Linked DNA regions of Mus musculus: regions 2 and 3 are each linked to region 1. The links are chromatin contacts, called in public HiChIP or PLAC-seq and capture Hi-C maps. All regions are on one chromosome and are shown on one strand. Each heading gives the region's core, a stretch centred on a gene start, on an enhancer-like site or on the middle of the called end of the contact. The rest is flanking DNA. Distances are from core to core; before and after follow the strand shown. Region 1 has its middle 17 kb from the start of Gm51701. Region 2 overlaps Fyco1 (FYVE and coiled-coil domain containing 1). Region 3 has its middle 33 kb from the start of Ccr2.

Evidence for each region. HiChIP or PLAC-seq counts read pairs in DNA pulled down with a chosen protein or histone mark. Capture Hi-C pulls out chosen DNA fragments and counts their contacts.
Region 2: a contact with region 1 is called in a BATF HiChIP or PLAC-seq map of CD8 T cells, with 9 read pairs. The contact joins two enhancer-like sites. A contact is called at or near these places in 1 of 15 datasets of contacts at CTCF or cohesin (CD8 T cells) and 1 of 115 datasets of contacts at active chromatin or transcription factors (CD8 T cells).
Region 3: a contact with region 1 is called in a capture Hi-C map of bone marrow-derived macrophages, with 4 times the contacts expected there. The contact joins two enhancer-like sites. A contact is called at or near these places in 3 of 39 promoter capture datasets (the 3T3-L1 cell line, embryonic stem cells and liver), 1 of 15 datasets of contacts at CTCF or cohesin (CD8 T cells), 10 of 484 Hi-C or Micro-C datasets (CD4 T cells, CD8 T cells, LSK cells and 5 more), 7 of 115 datasets of contacts at active chromatin or transcription factors (CD8 T cells, the HPC-7 cell line, effector CD8 T cells and 4 more) and 1 of 9 other capture datasets (bone marrow-derived macrophages).

Annotation. Positions count from the first base shown.
Region 1 is chr9:123,940,322-123,944,796 of GRCm38.p6, forward strand. No RefSeq gene overlaps it. Among named protein-coding and RNA genes, the nearest start is that of Gm51701, 17 kb to the left of the region's middle. Within about 2 kb of position 1,255, at least 117 of the 459 cell types and tissues checked have an H3K27ac peak or open chromatin away from gene starts, as enhancers often do. A contact at or near this core is called in CD8 T cells, the HPC-7 cell line, LSK cells and 5 more, where this site is marked.
Region 2 is chr9:123,833,388-123,837,382 of GRCm38.p6, forward strand. Fyco1 (FYVE and coiled-coil domain containing 1) reads right to left here. Exons shown (of 18, transcript NM_001110253.2): 5 at 1,406-1,512. Among named protein-coding and RNA genes, the nearest start is that of Gm51700, 11 kb to the right of the region's middle. Within about 2 kb of position 2,669, at least 20 of the 459 cell types and tissues checked have an H3K27ac peak or open chromatin away from gene starts, as enhancers often do. A contact at or near this core is called in CD8 T cells, where this site is marked.
Region 3 is chr9:124,067,005-124,071,447 of GRCm38.p6, forward strand. No RefSeq gene overlaps it. Among named protein-coding and RNA genes, the nearest start is that of Ccr2, 33 kb to the right of the region's middle. Within about 2 kb of position 1,862, at least 112 of the 459 cell types and tissues checked have an H3K27ac peak or open chromatin away from gene starts, as enhancers often do. A contact at or near this core is called in CD8 T cells, the HPC-7 cell line, LSK cells and 5 more, where this site is marked.

The DNA.
Region 1 (4,475 bases), core at 5-2,504:
GCTTGGTGCAAAATGACACTCCCTTTGTCATCAGGGCTTCCTCTTCTCTACCTGGGAGATTCCAGACCCCACATTGACTACCTGAGGAATGTCATGTAATCCTTCACCTGAGACTTCTGGAATGACTCTCCATGTTAACTGAGTCATCTCAGTAGCCTTAGCCTTCAGCCAATGAAATTTGCCCACTTTGGACATTCTCATCCCCTTTCCCTAAAACTATATAACCTTTGGTTCACCCTGAATAAAGTGTAAGTGTATAAGCCCACCCTGAATGAAGGTATATGCACAAGCTAAAATTGTCTCAGAGAGCTGTTTCATTGAAGATCCTCAGAGAAGCCCCCCTACCCTCCACTGATTCCCAGCTGGACTAAGATCCTGCCAATTCCAGACTCCACTTCATCCTTCCAGCCTTGTGTGCAGCAGCATCTGGATACCCTGAGAGGAAGAAAGCAGAGGAAGTGAAGCACAAAGTAAGGTCAAAGTTTATCATGACTGGATGGCTTATCTGAGCTTGGTGAAAAATGGAGAACTTCCTTTACCAGTAGGGCTTCCCCTTCCCTGACTTTGTCTGGGTATCCCCACAGCCTCTACCTTGGGAAGATGAAGTAGTCCCTGGCAGACTTACAAACTCCCCAGCTCCCATAAAAACTTGCCAAGCACATACCTGGGTTTCCTGGAATGCCTCTCCATACAAATGAGGCATTCACAGAACTTTAAACTCTAGCCAGTGATTTTCATTTACCCTAAAAAACTGCCTTCCCACTCTCCAAAGTCCATATATACCCCCTGGTTCACCTCAAATAAGGTGCATGTGTACAAATCTGCCCCGCGTAAAGGTATGCACACAAGCTAAGAGTTGTTTAATTGAAGATTGTCAGAGAAGGCCTTTGTCTAAAAGGCCTGTAACTTTTAAGATCCTAGAACAGCCTCACCCTGTGTCCCACCCCGTCACTCCCAACCAGACTGGGATCCTGTAGAACTCCATCCTTCATTGAAGATCCTCAGAGAAGCTCCCTACCCCCGACTGATGCCCAGCTGGACTAAGATCCTGCCAATTCCAGACTCCACTTCATCCTTCCAGCCTAGTTTGCAGCAGAATATGAACACCCTGAGAGGGAGGAAGTGGAGGATACAAAACCACAGCTGGACCCTGAAACACATACCACTGATGGCAAAGTGCCACACTCTTCAGAATCTGTTCCCTCAGTTTCCTGTCTACATTTTCCATCCTACTTGCTATCTACAGTGTCTGGGGAAAGCAGTTGATGATGCTAGTAATAGTCTAGTTCTGCTTTTGACTGCACTCTGCAAAGCAAGGCATGACGCCTTTTTGGTTCTTGGTTTGGGCTTCTGAAAGAGTGTTGACTTCTTATCCCTCCTCTCCCTTCTCCCCTTCTTTCTCTTTCTTTCATTAAATGTTTTCTTTTGTTGGAGACAAGAGCTCAAGTACAAGTCGCTCAGCTGAGCTTGAGCTAACTATGTAGTTGGGATGATCTGCCTGCCTTTACCTCTGGAGTCCTTTATGACTGACCCTGCCTCCTTAGTATGGCGATTACAGGCCTGTAATACCAAATTTAGTATTTTTTAAAAAAGAATTATATTGTCTTCCATGGTGTTTTTAAATCTTCATTTTTTCAAAGTTTGTTTTATATTAAAGTTTATTTCATGGTAAAATATAAATTGTTAGTTAGTGACAGTCTCTGCTGCTTCTGTGCGTGTGTGTGTGTGGTTTTTTTTTTTTTTTTTGAATCTTGCTCTCCGCTTTGTGTTATTCTTCAAGCATCTGCTGCCAACCTGCCTCTTGCTCTTGGTTGGAGGTTCTGGAACTGTCTATCTTTAGGCATGTTTCCTTGGCTCAGGTCACTCTTGCCTCATAGTCACTTGTGATTTGAAATGAGAAAGGGGATGTTGTTGCCATCCTCTGTGGTTTGCAGAAGCTTACTGAAAATGTTTGCAGTTTTTCTGTTACTGGAAGTAAGTGTTTTACTATAGCCTAGGTATCAAGAAGAGTCTCCAGTAAGGGGATTCTGAGCCCATGAGAAAAGATCCCAAAGCTTGGCTAGTGTGGGTCTCACATATGGCAAAGCATTTCTCATGCTCGAGTGCTTGAGACTACCTGTCCAGAGATGTTGCCAAAGCATACTTGGAACATTCTAGAACCACCTACCTCCTGCCTTTCTGAGCAAGATGGTCCTTAGGACAGCAGTCCTCCATCTTATCTTCTGAAGATCAGTGCCTTGCCTGATCCCAGGTGATTCCTTCTGGTATCTGAATGGTGGTAATTTTCCACAGACCCAGGACACAGACTCATACCTTAATCACTGCTTTTATCTCATTATCATGTGCTAGGGTAAATTTAAAACAGTAAAATTTCCAGTGTACAAATGGAAAGAAAGGCATCTTCCCTTTTCCTTTCTTGGAACATTCCCCTGGGAAGTCAGGAATTCTTCTGTTAGCCCACTGACTTGTCCTTAAATATTCGTAAAAGCTAAGAGGCTTTTTTTGCCATCTGGTATGCTTTCAGGGTTTGGGAGTCATTATCTTTGAAAGGTAAACCCATAAGGAGGTAGGTCCGAATCACCCTGTGACCATGGGAATTTAGCCTAGGTCTCTTGTTCCCGGCTGTCAAAGATGGAAATGATGCTGTGCTGGCTCTGAGCACAGAGGCAAGCATCATGCCTCTGTATTCTTGGAATCTAACAGCCACCTTGTCGACAAGGTCAAATAAGCCTGCAAGATGGTAACTAAGATGTCTATTGCCCCACCAATAGTCAGCCTCACTTAACCTGAGACTAGATGGTGCTTCATGAGTGGGTTCAGCGAAAGACCACAGAACTGCTTGCCCAGTTAAGCTTGGCTCACATGATGAACTTTATAACTGTTAATGATAATAATTAATTGAGCTTTAAACCATTAGCTTTAAGTTGGCTTATTAGGCAATGATTTGAAGCTATGTCTTGTTAAAGAGCACCCTTCCTGTCTTGAGATCATAGAGGGTCATCTATATCCTCACACTTTCACCATTTTGCCTTCATGTTTAAATATATAGTCAATCTGAAATTAATGTGTATTACAAATTCAGACCTAGTAGATATCTGTTAATATTTCCGGTAGTGTTAGATGTGTGAAACATTGTATAATTACCATTAAAATTATTTTTATATAATTAATATAGGAAAGTTGGAGAAATGCAATAAAATAAAATAGAATTTCATCCATTATAAGTCAGCAGGAACCAGTTATAGTGTGAGGTATTTCTGGTCTTTTAGTAAAACAGAAATGAAGCTGTCTGTTTTCCATTTTTATCACTTGGCATTGTATTGTATGAGTTTCTCCACACTTTTTAAACTCTCCAAAAATTTTGATGAATATCCTAGTTCAATATATGAGTATATCATAGCTCATATGTATTGTTGTTAGGCAGTGTTTCTGTCTCCAATGTTCAATATGAATGTTGACAGAACATTTAATATTATTATACAGGTTATATCTCTGACTAGTTCTTTAGAATTATTTCTAGAAGAGATGCTCTTGGTCAAAGGTGTGAGTAAGTTTAAGATATAGAATAAATAGACAGTGTTATTTAGACAATATGCTGAGTTCCTTCCCACTTCTCCCAAGAGCAAGGAGCTATACCACCATCTTTTTTTTTCCTTGATAATATTTATTTATTTGCTTATTGACTGATTGAGAAAGGGTCTTTTGTGCCTTAGCTTGACCTTATATATTTCTGTGTAGAGTTGAGAACACCCCTAAACTTTTGATCATTTTTTCCACCCCCTGAATGCTGAGATAATAAACTTATGCTACTGTACACCAGTTTGTGTTGGTTTTTCATGTTAGGCAAGTGCACTATCAATTGAGCTACTTGTTCCACACCCCTAACTTAGACACTTTTACTGAAATAAGTGAATAATCCAATTTTAGCTGATTTCACTGGATCAGCACAAGATTGCATGCAGATGAGAGTACAGCTAAGAGTAAGAAGAAAGTTCTGGCCAGGTGCACACCTTTAATCCCAGAACATAGGAGTCAGAGGCAGGCAGATCTTAGAGTTAAACCTGGTCTACAGAGTGAGTTCCAGGACAGCCAAGGATACATAGATAAACATTGTCTCAAAAACAAAACAGAAAGAAGGAGAACAAGGAGGAGGAGGAAGAGGAGGGTGAGGAGGAAGAGGAAGAGGAGAAGGAGAAGGAGGAGGAGGGTGAGGAGGAGGAGGAGAAGAAGAAGGAGAAGGAGGAGGAGAAGAAGAAGAAGAAGAAGAAGAAGAAGAAGAGGAAGAGGAAGAGGAGGAGGAGGAGGAGTCCACAACTTTTTATTAACATAGAATCATCCATCTTTTTTATTAAGTATATTTTGACAAAAAATTATCAAGTTAAAAAGGCCATTCTTGCCCTTGGCAAAACAGTGCTACACAAAACAAACTCAGAGTTAGGCAGAGAAGTTGAGAACATCGGAGCTCTGACTGTGGT
Region 2 (3,995 bases), core at 1,419-3,918, 110 kb before region 1:
GGTACTGCCAGACCATGGGTTCTCAATAAACATTCTTTACTTCAAAGAAACTGTTACAATGATCTGGATGCTTACTATTTATATAATATCTGTTTTCTTCCAAAGAATTTGAGATATTCAAATCTCTGTGACTCGCCAGGAAAGGGCAACTGCAGGAGACAGGATATTTCCTTTTGGGAAGATAACCTTAGCTTTCACAGAATGCAATGTGACACACTGGACTCATTTCTAATTTCTATTCAGACATGAAATTAAAAGCCAAAGAACAAATGTCTATTTGGAAATATATGCATGGGGGTGGTGAGATGGCTCAACAGGTAAGAGCACCCGACTGCTCTTCTGAAGGTCCTGAGTTCAAATCCCGGCAACCACATGGTGGCTCACAACCATCCGTAACGCGATCTGACTCCCTCTTCTGGTGTGTCTGAAGACAGCTACAGTGTACTTACATATAATAAAAAATAAATAAATCTTTAAAAAAAAAAGAAGAAGAAATATATGCACATTTATTCATTTGACATGAAGCAGTAAGAAGTTAAAAAGATAGTACTGATGAGTTAAAAGAACTACCAGGCTGATATATGTGGTCTATGATACCAAAGTGTTTACCAAATACCTAGAGCAATACACTCTTCAAATCAAATGTACAAATATTTTTAACTCACAAGTCTGTCACAGGTATAAGAACTATTCCTTTATGTAAATCAACCTTAAAGGTGACAAAATAAAGCTAAAGATTTTTCCTGTTAGTTTTTAATTCAAAAGTGCTTTCTTTCATTAACTCAAATTTCTAGGGAGAAGCAGAGTAGAGCTAGAAAAGGAATGCTGGGCAAGCCAAAGGTGTCTGGCCTCTTGGCCCCAGATCTACATCTTTATCTGATGCCCTCTTACCTTCATCTACTCAGGCCCACCTCTCTCCTTCCTTTACTGTTTCCTGGTGAGGCCGTCACACTTAAGAGGTACAAAGGCTGACATGTGAGCAACCTAGATTCACAGCAGTTGCTCTTCGGTCTCCAAGGAGCCCTGATATGCTGATGGGTACTGACTCTGTGGTAGGTGGAGGCTTAGGTAAGTGAAGGAAAATCTGACAGGTAATTCTTCTGGGAGGCAAAGGAACACTGGCCCCAGTGAGCTACTACCCACCAGGGAAAGACACATGGCATTAGGAGTTAAGAGATTTGGCTCTAAGCTCTACTGTCATAGTTGAGCACATGAGAGAACTAGAAAAAGATAGCCTTCCCCTCTTTCTCACTTTTGCCTACATGTTCAAAGATGGGTAAGAAGTACAAAGAATAATGGATGTAGAAAGAAACAAGAGGCACCTGCCACTAACATTCTGGTTTGGCGGACACAATTTCTGTTTATCAGTGCTATGAGGTTAAGTCCGGCACAGACTTGCAATTACCTGGTCACTTTAGTGTTCATGAAGCACTGCTGCAAGGTGTCTGCCAGCCTCTGGTGCACCAAAGAGTAGCGAATGAAGGCTCTCCCTTTCCCCAGAGATGTTCGGAGCTGAAAACGCATTATATCGAGATAAATACCCGCCTCATGGAGGATTAGCAAAGGCCACATACAGGACAAAACATGCCATTCAACCCTATTCTGATAGTAGCAGCCCTCATACCCTTCAAAGGACACAAAACATTTGGCATTGTCACCCTAGAGTGAAGCCTGAAGTGGGGCTGCTTATCCCAGGACATCTGAAAATAGTCTATAGGAAACAGATGAAGTAAGATATATCAAGGCAACTCAAACACCTAAATATTTGATGGAGTCACTCTTGCTCCTCTTTCCATCAGAATCTGAGTCAGACAGGAAACTCCTTGATTTAATCTGGAGTAAGGAATGAAATCTGGAGGTAGCTGAATGGCTTCTTACATAGAAGCTACAGGAGAAAGGGATGTTAAGATTTTCTGGTACTGGTCTTAACATACTAGGGAGGGGGGCCTGGGGTAGGGCAAGCTCAGGAAGAGAGGCCTCAGAGGTCTGGTTGGAATGTATAGAAAGGGGAAGAACAGAAAAAAGAGTGGAGTTGTGTAAGGGGAGCTTTGCAAAGGTATTGCCAGATGAATAACAGCCTCTTTTTGTCTCTATTATTGAGATAAAACCATCAACCTCCCCACATATCTATCCATACTTTCCTAATTGGGCTTGTTTCTTTTCAGATAAGCTAACTCATTGCTCATGATCAGTGTGCTATGGATGAGAATATAGTGCTTTCCATGAAGTCTTGTCACCTATGAGTAGATGTCTTAGAACAGCCCAAGTGTCCATAACTCTACAAGGACTACGATGACAAATCATAAAGGCATAAAGGGATCCATCTAAGGTTTAGTCACTTATAACATGTTGTTGGGCAGACACTGCAATGAGGCTACAATGCAGGGCCCTACTAGCTATGGGCACATGGCAGTCAAGACAAGTGGATTAAATGGAACTGCCATAGAAGACATGTGAGACAGGTTTGCAAATTAATCAGTCATAGACGCAGACAGGCATTCAAAACATTCTAACTTACCACAGATATCTGTTGATACAAGTAGACAGAGCAGGGCCAACACTCTCTTACCTCTTTAAAGGTCAAGCGTGGTAGGAGAGGAATGACAGTAGTTTAGTCACAAAGGGGTCTTACTATTCTCTGCTATCAAGATGCCCTGGATTCAGACAGGAAGTATGTGGCATACCACTAAGGCACTGATGATGCTGTAAACATCCCAATAGCAGTTAACACCTTTAACTCAGAAGTATTTATCTTCTTGCTGATGACTCAAGGAAATAATCTAACATGAAGTGGTTCTAAAAGGCACAAAAACCTCATGAACTACAGAACGCAGAAGACATTTCTCCATGCCCATATTGCACATAGTCATAATGGCTGAAGTGGAGGTGGGCAGCAGATTGACTTGATATAAAACACTATGCTACCAAATAGTTATCTCAACAGGTGCTTAGAGGACAAACAGCCTTGAGGTCACACCCATGTCCAAATACTTTCTCCTCTGATGTGTGAGTTGAGAACAAAGTGCTCAGTGGGAACAACATTTGAGCAGCCAAGGTGCACATCCACATTCTCAAAAACTGGAGTAGTGGTGGAATTTGATGAGACCCCTGCCCACAAAACCACTCTTGTCTGCAAGCTCCCAGAGCAGGAGTAAGTCATTATTCCTCCTTCATGGCAGTAAAACTTTTTATATGGTAACATTTGAGCTCATTAGTTGAAGAGATGATTATACAAAGGGAGCTAGCTACTTACTTAAAGGTATTTTTAAATGTCCTTTGAGAAAAGGATTACTTCCTATGTACTGCAAATAAAATTAACTATATATCCCTTTAAAACATTGTTTTAGATTTGGGGTCAGCTTTCATTTCCAGTTTTCTTAGCATCTAATCAGACCCATATAAACAACACTGAAAAGACATACAACAGCAGCACAGGCCAGGAGATCTTCAAGAAACATGGGCTGCCTCTGTTTTAAAGTAGATCATTGTGCTATGCTCCTGGAGCAGAGCTGGCCTCCACATACTTCAGGGAAACACAATCCTGAAAGACCCATTGTGAGCCTCCAGAAGTGGCTTACTAGAGCACTCACATATCTTAGTCCAAATGGTTATCTTCTGCTCAAAAAGTGCTGCAGAGTCCTATAAAAACTTCTGACCTATTAAATTCACATTACACTTGAAGGCCCAAAGGGTACCCGAGTACTAAGGTACTGAATATCCAGCAGTTTTCCCACCTAGTGACATTCCAAGACAGAGGACAGAGCTTTCACATATAATTAACCTGTGTCCCACAGGAAATTGTCACTAAAACCTGTGTGAGCACGCTGGAAGTCAGCACACAGCTTCCTTAACTTCTTTAATATTTGCCTGTATGGCCTCAAAGGTCTGAATTCTTTATGAGGAGAGGAGGAAAAGAGCTGAAAAGCAGACTCTTAGTAATCACTTCACGACCCTAGGAATGAAAACTAACTTACTGTAAGAGCTCACCTGTCCAA
Region 3 (4,443 bases), core at 612-3,111, 130 kb after region 1:
ATATGCATGGTATGTACTCACTTATAAATGGATATTAGACATAAAATACAGGATACCCATGATGCACTCCACAGACCCAAAGAAGCTAAACAAGAAGGAAGGCACAATAGAGGATGCTTAAATCTCAGAAGGGGGGGGGAAGAATAGTCATAAGAAGCAGATGGAGGGAGAGATCTGGGTGAGAGAGGGGATGGGAAGGAGAATGGGGGCAGTGTCAGGATCAAGGGAAAGGGGCAGGAAAGATTGCCAGATGGCCATAAAAATGAATGGAAATCTGCAACTGACAGGGTAGGGGCATCTCCAGGATGTGACAGAGACCAGGAATAAGGGAGGTGCCCAAGAATCAATGAGGCTGATCTTAGCTGTGACCCACAGCTTTGAGGATATGGAACCTGAAGCCAAGCAGAAACCTCAGTGGCATGAAAGGGACATCAACTCACCAACAAAACTTTCGACCCCAAATTTATCCTGTGTACAAGAAATGCAGGAACATGGGATGGAGCAGAAACTGAGGGAATGGCCAACCAATAACTGACCCAACTTGAGACATAACCCACAGGCAAGCGCCAATCCCTGACACTTAATGATACTGTTATTCTTGCAGACAGGAGTCTATCATGGCTGTCCTCTGAGATGTTTCACCCAGAAGCCAACTCAGGCAGATTAAGACACCCACAGACAAACAGTGGATAGAGCTTTGGGGACTCTTATGGAAGAATGGGGGAAAGATTGCAGGCCTGAAGGGAATAGGAACTCCACAAGAAGTCCAACAGAGTCAACTGATCTGAACCCTTGAGGTTTTCAGAGACTGAACCACCAACCAAAGATCATACACAGGCTGAGCCTAGGCCTCCCTGAACATATGTAGCAGATGTGGTTTCCAAGCAACTACAACTGGAGCTGTTACCTGTCTACAGAATATGTTCTAGCTGGGCTGCCTTGTCTGACCTCAGTGGGAGAGGAAACACCTAGCCCCTCAGAGATGTAATGTGCTAAAATGGAGTTTGGGAGGGGATACACAGGGGGACGTCACCTGATCAGAGAAGGGGGGAGGATGGAAGGAAGGTTTGTGGGAGGAGTGAAAAAAGAGAGGCAGTAGATGGGACACAAAGTGAATAAGTAAAAGATAAATTAAATTTAAAAAGAAAAGAAAAAAGAACATACTTTTTGAGACTAGACAGTCTTACATCTCTTTCTTTGTAGTGTTTCAGTTCTCAGCATGAACAAATTCATTACTGAAAGAGATACAAATTGGGTAATTTCATAATTTTAGAACAAGAAAAAATAGATGTTGGATACATTACTAAATGTATGCTACAAACCAGTTCCTTATTCCTGGTATTGGAGTAATAACTTCCTTTTTTTTCATTTAATTATGCTTTGTGAAGGCCGAGGTCTAAACAGAATCTACTTCAGGTGGGATACCTTACTAGTAGGCTCATTCCAAGAGTGTTTAAAGCTGAAGATATCAGAGTCATATAGCAAAGTGTTTTCATATTTCTCATGATTCTGACGGTTTAGATTAAGTCCTTGACATAAAAGGAGTGGGAGGTCAGAGGAAGTGAGTCATTTCTGCTCAAAGCAAGTTGTGGCTTCTAGTAAGGAAGGGCAAAATGAGCACCTCCCTTCTGTGGCATGTAAGATATATGGATCTGAGGATATAGAACTCACAAACATTGGAATATAATGGGACTAAAGAAGGAGAGGTTTGTGTTATGGATGGGGAGAGACATGCCTCTTCTCCAAATTCCCTCCCATCCCAATCACAACAGCAGCCTTGTTTCTTGTACCCTGAAAAAGGAACCCATGTGGGCCACAGGTAGAGCAAGCAAGCAATCAAAGTTATTTTGGCAGCTGAGAAAGCAAAAGCAAAGTATACTCCTGAAAATGGAAGGCAGATTCAGCTGAGCAGCAATGGGTAGACCTGGCTGTGGAAGCCTTTGTCCATCATTTCTATTCCCCTTGTTTATTCCTTGGGCTGTTGGTGGTGGTTTCCTTCCTAGAATAGGTGGAGACTTTCTTAGAAGCCAACTTACTCACAATTCAGTATGTTACAATTGGATGTAGTAGTATGTATAAAGGTGTAACTATCTATAAAGTAAAAAAAATGTTTTCAGAAAGTACAACACTGTTCCTGGCAGGTGTTCCTCACAGGTCTTTCATGGGAGCTGGAGCCTGATGAGACTAACTTTGCTCTTTTTAATTGGAGCCCTAGTTTTCACCTTCCCTCTTTTCTTGTCAACATGGCTGTACTATACCAGGTATAACCCATCTTATTTATCTTCCATGTTGTTTCCAATATTTTGGTTTTACCCTAAAATCTGGTTTTACCTTAATAGTTGTGGATGACACTGCTGTGTTATAGGCCCTGGCATGTGTGGTAGTTTGAATATGCTTGGCCCAGGGAGTGACACTATTAGGAGGTGTGGCCTAGTTGGATTAAATGTGTCATCGCGGGTATGGGCTTTAAGACCCTCACCAGTTATGCCTGGAAGCCAGTCTTCTGTTTGCCTTGGGAAGGAAATGTAGAACTCTCAGCTCCTGCTTGAACACTGCCATGCTCCTGCCTTGATGATAATGAACTGAACCTCTGACTTTGTAAATCAGCCCCAACCAAATGTTGTCTTTTATAAGAGTTGCCTTGGTCATGGTGTCTGTTCACAGCAGTAAAACACTAAGACAATATGTCAAAGGAAGATGAATTTCTCTTTTTACTACAGAACACATGAGTATGCTTTGTACGCTTGTAATATTAGTTTATTTGAAGATTAGTTTATTTGAAGATTAGTTTATTTGAAGATTAGTTTATTTGAAGACAGGAAGATCATGAGTTCAAGGCTAGCCAAGGATACCCTATCTCAAAGAAAAAACCCCAACAATAACAAAAAGATTATGTATCAAAACTTTTCCTTTGTTTCCTTTGAGTTATAGATTATGATCATGGAAAAAGCATAAAAGACAGATCTTGGAAAAGTATCAACTAGGCATTTCAAAATACTTGTGAAAACTTTTAATGGATACACATTCTTTTTTCTATGCTGGTTTAACAGATATTGATCTGAATAAATCTTTTATATGAATCTATAAGTGAGAAAAGCCTGTGCTTTCTTTGAGCTGCTATTCAAGTCTCCCATCAACATTGAGATGCTAACCTATTCATTCACATTATCTTTTTTCCCCAAGTTTCCCACGGATGGAAACTATCATACTCACCTGACTCAGACAGAGCACCTGACTCAGTGTAACTAGTCCAAGAGGAGTACATTATAAAAATATGTGTCTTATTATTTCTGTAAGAGTGTGATCTCCAGGTAATTTGTTTCAATTATCCCTTTATTATTTCTTGAACAAAGCCTTGAGTTTTACTTGACAAGAATCCATGGTTGACTTAGCATTGTGCACCTATATCACGAGTGTTCAAACCACAGATCACACATAGCCCTGTTTGCTAATTGGATGGAGAAAAATCAGCCTCACTGCTTTTCACAGTGGATGAAGAGCTTTACTACATTCTTGAAGGCTACTGCCTAGTTCCTGAGGCATCTAATATTATCCAATTTGTGCAGTGGTTCTTAGACCTTAATATGGATCAGAGCCACGGTGGTACTAAATTTGAGGTCACAGTCTGTGTTCCAAGAAGCCACATAGGCCTCCAATCTTCAATACAACAATCATAACAACCAAATTAATAGCAAAAAATGAATTAAATTTAAAACTACAAAAATATATATTCTATTGGCTATACTGGGAAGCAGGACAAAGAGATCCAGTGACCTCTAGCGAAATCTGTTACTTTAAGGTCCTAAAGTAACATTAAAGTTTAGAGGTATAGTCATATGTAAGTAGTCCCAGTTTGGTCTTGCTCACAGGGCTGACCTTCATTCTCTCCTGCAAGGTGGTCTGAAAAGTGGTCAGCAGTATGTGTAATCTCTTTTCTGGTAGGCAAGTGCCTCCTCTGACTGGCACCAGATTTTAGGTTTTCTCTTTCCCAGAATAAACTTGCTGGAGGAATTGCATGGAGTTTTCTTTTTGGAGTCTGTTATTTTAATAGTCTGACAGCCAAATAAAGGGTACAAGTGTCTCTTCAAAATTTATCTGTTCCTGATGGACTGACTACAATAGATAACTACAGATTTATACTCTGAAAGTGATAAAGCCTCTTTATTCTTCACATGATTTTTATATCCACCCAAATTAAAGTACCTTTTGGTGTAGAGCTCAGCCTTGTTCATATCATTCCATCATGAAAAAAATTTCTAAGTATATTGCTATAAATAAGACAAAGCTACTTTCAGGAAACAGCTTCTATTCTCTGAGAAGACAAGTTGGTCCTGCAAAAACTCAGTGTTGTCCCAAAAGCCAGGAGTTCTAGCATTAGCCAAGAGCTCACTAAAATTTGCAAATCCTAGGCTGGAGATACAACTCAGTGGTAGATAATTTGTC